Regions from separate parts of the Mus musculus genome. Here region 2 is linked to region 1. Evidence: chromatin contacts called from public promoter capture Hi-C data. All regions are on one chromosome and are shown on one strand. The core of a region is the stretch at or near the end of the contact, and the rest is flanking DNA. Distances in the headings are between cores, read along the strand shown. Region 1 holds the start of Crabp1 (cellular retinoic acid binding protein I). Region 2 holds the start of Chrnb4 (cholinergic receptor, nicotinic, beta polypeptide 4).

Evidence for each region. Promoter capture Hi-C pulls out the DNA fragments that hold promoters and counts their contacts.
Region 2: a promoter capture Hi-C map of embryonic stem cells shows a contact between it and region 1, with 13 read pairs. The contact joins the promoter of Chrnb4 here to the promoter of Crabp1 in region 1. A contact is called at or near these places in 2 of 39 promoter capture datasets (both in embryonic stem cells) and 1 of 115 datasets of contacts at active chromatin or transcription factors (embryonic stem cells).

What each region holds. Positions count from the first base shown.
Region 1 is chr9:54,763,394-54,766,807 of GRCm38.p6, forward strand. Crabp1 (cellular retinoic acid binding protein I) reads left to right here and starts at 1,355. Exons shown (of 4, transcript NM_013496.3): 1 at 1,355-1,578; 2 at 2,090-2,268. The coding sequence starts at 1,509.
Region 2 is chr9:55,046,766-55,049,985 of GRCm38.p6, forward strand. Chrnb4 (cholinergic receptor, nicotinic, beta polypeptide 4) reads right to left here and starts at 1,779. Exons shown (of 6, transcript NM_148944.4): 1 at 1,679-1,779. The coding sequence starts at 1,730.

The DNA.
Region 1 (3,414 bases), core at 105-2,604:
ATCTGTCTTAGATGGCTTCTCAGGGCCCCTGGGCAGAAGACCAATTGCAGTCCCTTCTAGAAGTACAGAGGCCCTCTTCTGTTAGCAGCATTCAGCATGAACCAACCCCAGGTCCTCGGGGAATCCTCACCCCACAATCACCTCTAGGCTTCAGAACATCTGCATCTTTTGAGAATCGATTCACTTCTGAGCCCCACCTGGCTGAGCCTGAGGAAATGAGGGTGCATTGATCAACTTTGATCGCTGAGCTCTAAATGGCCTATTTTCACAGGGAAGACTGGACCAGAAGGAATCCTGTCAATTCCGAGGAAAGTAATCTGCTTAGGACCTAAACAGAATTTTACAACACCTGTGTCATGAGGAGTGGGCAAGCTTTTTTTTTTTTCAGCCCATGAAGGAAAAGTGACCTTTGGGGACCTCGAGCAGCATGGTCAACGGCTGATATGGAGCCACCCGTGGCAGGTTCTAAGATCCTGAATTGGGCAGTTTGGCTGAGGTGTAGCAATGGTGAAACAGTGGAAAGAGGCTGCAAGGAAATGTTGAGGTCTGAAAGCTGGTAAGGCACAGGGACCTGTGTGTACACTCCTTAGTGGAGACTCTGGGCTCTGGCGTTGATTTTCAGATCTGTTAGAGCAAAGGCAGGAGCTAGGCTTTCTTGCTAGGCCTTCCCAGTAGGACTGCAGAGCTCAAACCCGCAATTTTACAAAATAAGCTGCCGCATTTCCCTGCATTTTGCTTGTTCCGTCCCTTAGGCAACAACAAAGGGACGGTGTTGGTCTGGGCTCCCTTCTAACTTAAGCAGAAAACCTGCATGAGAGGCTTGGTTTCCAGCACCCGTTTGAACCTGCCTTGGTACCTCCGTGCCTCCATGCCCGGGATAAGCAAGGGTAGGGGCTGGGCCTTTCCCGCCACTCTAATTGGTCCTCCATATGCTAACTGAAAAGCCGAACAGAGCAAATTCGACCGGCTAGTGGCAGCCAGAAAGTATGGGTGGAAAGAAAGTGGCTTCCATGCCTATGGCCTTACTACTAACAGATATTTTCAAACATAGGCAAAAGTAGAGAAAGAATGTCGCGTTCCCCTGAATCCCCACTACCTAGCTAGCCTCATGTATCTCCTCCAGGCCGACCTAGCTTCATTAAACCCTCTCCTACCACCCAGTTTAAAACAGAATGTGGGCGGCGTGGTGGAGGAGGCACCAGGGGAGAGCAAGTTCCAAGTTGCATCACTAGTGGCTGAGAAGATGAGGAATGGTGAGGGGCGCCTTAGGGCGGGGAGTCGGGCTCACCCCTCGTGGGCCACCCCCCGCCCCTCGTGCACGCAGGGCAGGGGCGGGACTTGAGGGCGGGGCCCCAGAAGGGGGGGGGCGCTACCCTAGCGACTCAAGGCGCTTGCGGCTGGGCGCAGAACGCCAGTCTCTCTGCAACGCAGCGTGCGACCGCTCCGCAGCAGAGGTGGGTGCCTGCCCCTGCCTTCGCGCCGCCGCTACAGCCAACACCACTGCCACCATGCCCAACTTCGCCGGTACCTGGAAGATGCGCAGCAGCGAGAATTTCGACGAGCTCCTCAAGGCGTTGGGTAAGCTGGTACAGAGAGTATGTCCGGTCTGTTAGAAGCAGCTGCGAGGCGCCCGGGTCCCAGAGAGGGTGGCCTGGGTAGGTTCAGGCAGGAGGGAGTCAACGGAGTGATGAATCTCTGTTTCCTTTGAGGTTCCCCCACCCCCCAAACCCAGGTCGCAGAGGAGAGCGGGCTCCAGCCCCAGGGAGTTCAACTAACGTTTGCTGGACATTTGGCGCCTTTCTCGACGGTCCCATCTTTATCTCGTGCTAGATCACAGTGAAGAGCAGGGACTTTAAACTGGGGCTTTTAAAAGACCAGATCTTGCCATGAAAGCCCTGGGTAACTCAGGAAAGCCGCTTGCCGACTTTAAGCCTCGGGTTTTCTTCTCTAAAACCCAAGGGAGGAAAGAGACAAGTGGGACTAATTTAAGAGCCCCGTCTAAAGCCAGAGGATTTGGGAAGTGCCAAACAGGTCTGGGGGAGACCAGTGGGTGAGGACCAGAGACCCGAATCTATGCTTCCTTGCGCAGGTGTGAACGCCATGCTGAGGAAGGTGGCCGTGGCGGCTGCGTCTAAGCCGCACGTGGAGATCCGCCAAGACGGGGATCAGTTCTACATCAAGACATCCACTACTGTGCGCACCACGGAGATCAACTTCAAGGTCGGAGAGGGCTTCGAGGAGGAGACAGTGGACGGACGCAAATGCAGGGTGAGGCTCCAGAGACCGCACCTCCTTCCCGGGTACCCCCCCATTAAAACCCTTGACCCGCTGCAGGGTGTGTCACGGGAAGTTTGTGTGACCTGATGGTCCTGGGCTCAGGAGAAAGCCCTACCCGAGGTTCCCCTCATACTATCTATCACCCGGGCGCCAAAAGGCGCGCGCGCGCGCTTTGAACTCTGGGTGGGTGTGTGGTCCTGGTTAGTGCCTCGCTAGCGGCGCCTTCAGCGCTAGCTCTGGCTGCATAGGTAGAGAGGTTCCTGGGACCGCTGCTGCCTCCTGTTCTGCGCAGCTGCCTACTTACCTGTCATAGGTGAAGTGGCTGATTTAGCATCCCGCCCCCTGGGTCCTTGGACTGTAGGGCAAGGATTCGGATCCAGTTGCACAGCCCGGATCCCCCCCCCCTCCGTCCCCGCCGCGCGCGCGCGCGCGCGCATGCACACACACCCCGGACCCCGCACCCATCACCTCTTCCTGCCCTTCCGTGTTCAACCGAGGTCTTTAAGGGAATGGTGAGATTCTTCCAAAAGTAAAAGAAGCAACGCATGTTCTAGTTCAGACAATGTACTAAATGTCCTTTCTAAGTCCTCAAGGACTTAGAACAGACAGAAAGAGGTGGGTAGGGAGAGAGGGGAGGGAAGAGAAGGAGGGAGAGAGAGAGGAGGGAGGTGGGAGGGAGAGGAGAGAGGAGAGAAGGGGAGAGAGAGGGAGGGAGGGAGAGAGAGGAGAGAAAGGGAGAGAGAGAGAGAGAGAGAGAGAGAGAGAGAGAGAGAGAGAGAGATTGATTTATGAGAAATTGGGGCTTGCTATGCAGCCCTGACTAGGGTAGCCTGCAGTTTCCACGTAAACCTGGTGATCTCCGAATACTCCATCATAATCCGCTGGAGTTCTAGGATTACCGGCATCCACCACTATATCTAACAACCAAGAGAAGAGTTTTGTTGTTTGCTTGTTTTGTTTTGTTTTTGTTTTTGTTTAGTTTAGTTTTGTTCTCCTGAGACATGACCCAAAGACTGAGTATCTGTAACACTTGCCGTGCTATCTCATTTTTTAAAAATGTCCCCTTTCTCTGTCATGGGTTTTGTGGTTGTTGTTTTGTGCATTTTGTTGTCTTGTTTGGTTGGTTGTTTGAGACAG
Region 2 (3,220 bases), core at 529-3,028, 280 kb after region 1:
AGAAGTGAAATGACCAGCAGGGCTGTTATGGCTGAAATGCACCCCCTCTTTTCACCTCCAAAGGGAACCCTAAGAGCACATAGGCAGACTTTGCCATCTACTCCTAATGCTTTCCAGAGCCTGTCAGATCCAAGAGATAAGTAACATGTCAGAGGGTCACCACCAGCTCCTGAGGGCTTTCACGGAGTCAAACTTTATACAGTTAAGCAGATAAACCACCACTAGAGGTCATCGTGATACAATGTTGAAAAAAAAAAAAAAACGAGAGCCCCATTGGCTGCTGCACAAGGTCTTGCCTTTGGAGATTTTCCTTGGCAAGAATGCTCCCTTGAGGAAAAGGAGAAAGGTTGAGAATCTGATAGGATTCTTAACCATAGTGGAATTGTGAGTGTCTCTCTGTGTGTCCAGTCTGAGAAAGCATATCCAATCTAGAAATAGAGAGCTATCTGGGGATGCAACGGTTAACAGAATCTCATTGGCAAGTGTGTATCTGAAGGGCAGGGCTTGCCAGGTGAGGGCATGTGCTTAGTGAAGGAGGGGCCTGTGAGATGCAGATATGTGCTCGCTAAAGGGTGGCTGTGAGCATCTTAGAAACTCAGAATGCTGTCTTAGAAGGAACTCACCAAATGCTATCAGTGCTTCTCCAATCACAGGTCAGAATCACCTGGCTATATAAAAGCCAATTCCCCAGCTTCCATTTCCAGAGGTTCAGATCCCCTGAGCCTAGGCTGGGGTTCAGGAGTCTGTAGAGGAAGGTGCAGACAGCCTAGTGGGACCATACTTCAGAAATACTGCCAGTGTTTGTCAGATGACAGGCAAGGCGGATTGTTGTCATGGAACAGATAAGGAGCTTGAGAGAGGGTAACAGAATAGGGGCACCCAGCAGTGATCCAAAGCCATAATGCATACTGTGCCAACACTACTTTGATTGGGAGACCTTGACTGTTCCCCACTCCTAATTCTAGTACCTTCTGGATGTGATCTTTATGGGAGGAAGATGCAGCCTTGGTTCTCTGGGTCCATTGGAGCTCAGAGGACAAGCTGGTGTGCACACAGCTTGAGGTGGTGGGGGTAGAAGCTACGAAGGACCTTGGAATTTAAGGGGGAGGGTAGCTGAGTCTGGAAGAAACCCTCACTGTGTCTGAGTGAACCTGGGGAGGAGAGCTGAGAGAGTCTCTTCAGTGTCAATGCTAAGTTTGTGAGCTGCAGACCCCAGTTCATCAACCTGCCCTCAGCTAAGCAGGGTTAGGGACCAGCTATGGCAGTGCCCACCATATATGTGATATCTGGAAGACCTGCCCCAAAGTGCAAAAATACTTCGCACATATGGAATGCTAGTGTCTTGGTGACCCCTCTCTCTCTCCAAACAGCAGGCTTGCTCCCACACATTTATACCGTAGCAAGTTCATCACTTCACTAGAGTTGAAAGAGCCTCGGAGGACCCTTTGGGGACCTCTTAGCTCTGGGACTGATCTGCACTGCCCAGCTTGAAGACACTCGTCAGTGATGGTGACCTGGCAGCATGGAATAAGGTAGCGGGGACCCCAAACCTCACAGGCCACCCACCCAAGCCAGCCTGCATCCCCATAGGGCTTGCCCCGCCCACTCCCCAGCTGGTCCGGCCACTCCTCCCACACTGCGACCCTTGTCCCTCCCACCTTCTCTAAAAAGAACTCACCAGGCTGAAGCAGAGCGAACAGAGAGACGAGGAGCAGGGGCGTACCCCTCATGGCCGGCCGGGTGGCTGCCGGTCACCCCACAATGGAACCGCGAGTGAGCGTCTGTCCCAGCTGGCAGTCTCTCTGTGCCCGGCGGCACTAGGACCCGATGGAGCCTGTGCTCCCCACCTGGGAAGCTGCTGTGGGTCCCACCCACTTAGAGGACTGAACTGGAGTTTGGGGTAGACCCAGAGCAGGGTGTGTCTGGGGGAACCTGTGGCTATGGATGATGGTCCCGAGACTTTCTCACACTCAGGAGCCGGGTAGTGCGTGGCACTCGGGAGGGTGGACTAGCTCTTGTCTCATTCGTCTTGGGGACTGGGGAAGGGGTGGAGTTACAGGGTAAGGGAGGGTCTGAGAGGGCAGGCTGCGTCCCCCTCACCCATCTTAATCTTAGCCTGGCTTACCCAAGGCAGTTTAAGTGGCTGAAAGAAGCATACATTAGCCTTTCCCACTCCTAGGTGGTCCACGCTAAGTTTCAGGATCTAAAGTTAGAGGACAAGTCAAAACAGCCCTGCACCTGGGACAACTAAGGGGCACCCAGCAGCTTCAGGGGCAAAGTGAACAGAGCTTACTTGGCCTGGAGAAGGGACGACCTCTGGACCTAAAAATAAGGCAGAAGTCCAGTCGCTTTCCCCGATGATTTCTTCTTGCTATAATCTGACATGTTGGCACGGGAGTTTAAAAACAAAAGCAAACCAACAAGCACAGAAGTCGATGAAATGCCTTGAGGATGGTTCCGAGAAGATAGGTCTGAGGACATCCTCTCCTCCTTAAACTGCGGCAATAACAGATTCACAGGGTGAACCCACAGACCTAACAGGACTGAAAATAAGTTCGTCTTCTCCCTGAACCCAAACCGGGAAAGAGATGTAGAAAGCCAAAGCCTGTGACCTGTGGGGCTTTGGAAGCTAAAGGCAAGGGTAGGTCCTTTCACATAAAGTGGAACTAGCAGACCCTTGGTAAGAGCCAGAAATCACCCCAGTCCTCGACAGGATGCTGGGGTGTGGGGTGTGAGAGTTTGCTTGCTGATAGTTGTCTGTAGTCCTGACTGTCTAAGGTATGCTCTGTTATCTCTGATGGGCCACAGGATGGGCGGTAGGTAGAGGCGGGGAGAGAGAGCATATTGAAGATTCTGGAGAAAGCAAAAGGACTAAAGGTGAGGGGAAGGAGACAAAAGAGAGTAATTGGGAGGGTGTGGTCAATGACCAAAACTTATTATATACATATGTATGACAATCTCATAACGAACATTTTTTTTTTTTGAGACAAGGTCTCACTATGTAGCCCTGGCTGTCCTGGAACTTGCTATGTAGGCTAGGCTAACCTCAAACTCACAGAGTTCCCCCTGACTCTGCTTCCTGAGTGCTGTGATTAAAGGCATGCACCACTATACCCAGCTCAAACCCATTTTAAAAAATAATTAATATATACCAATACAAAACATTTAAAAGGCACAAAATGTAAACTTTCTTAAAAAGCCCTCTAGTCAGGAAACATCC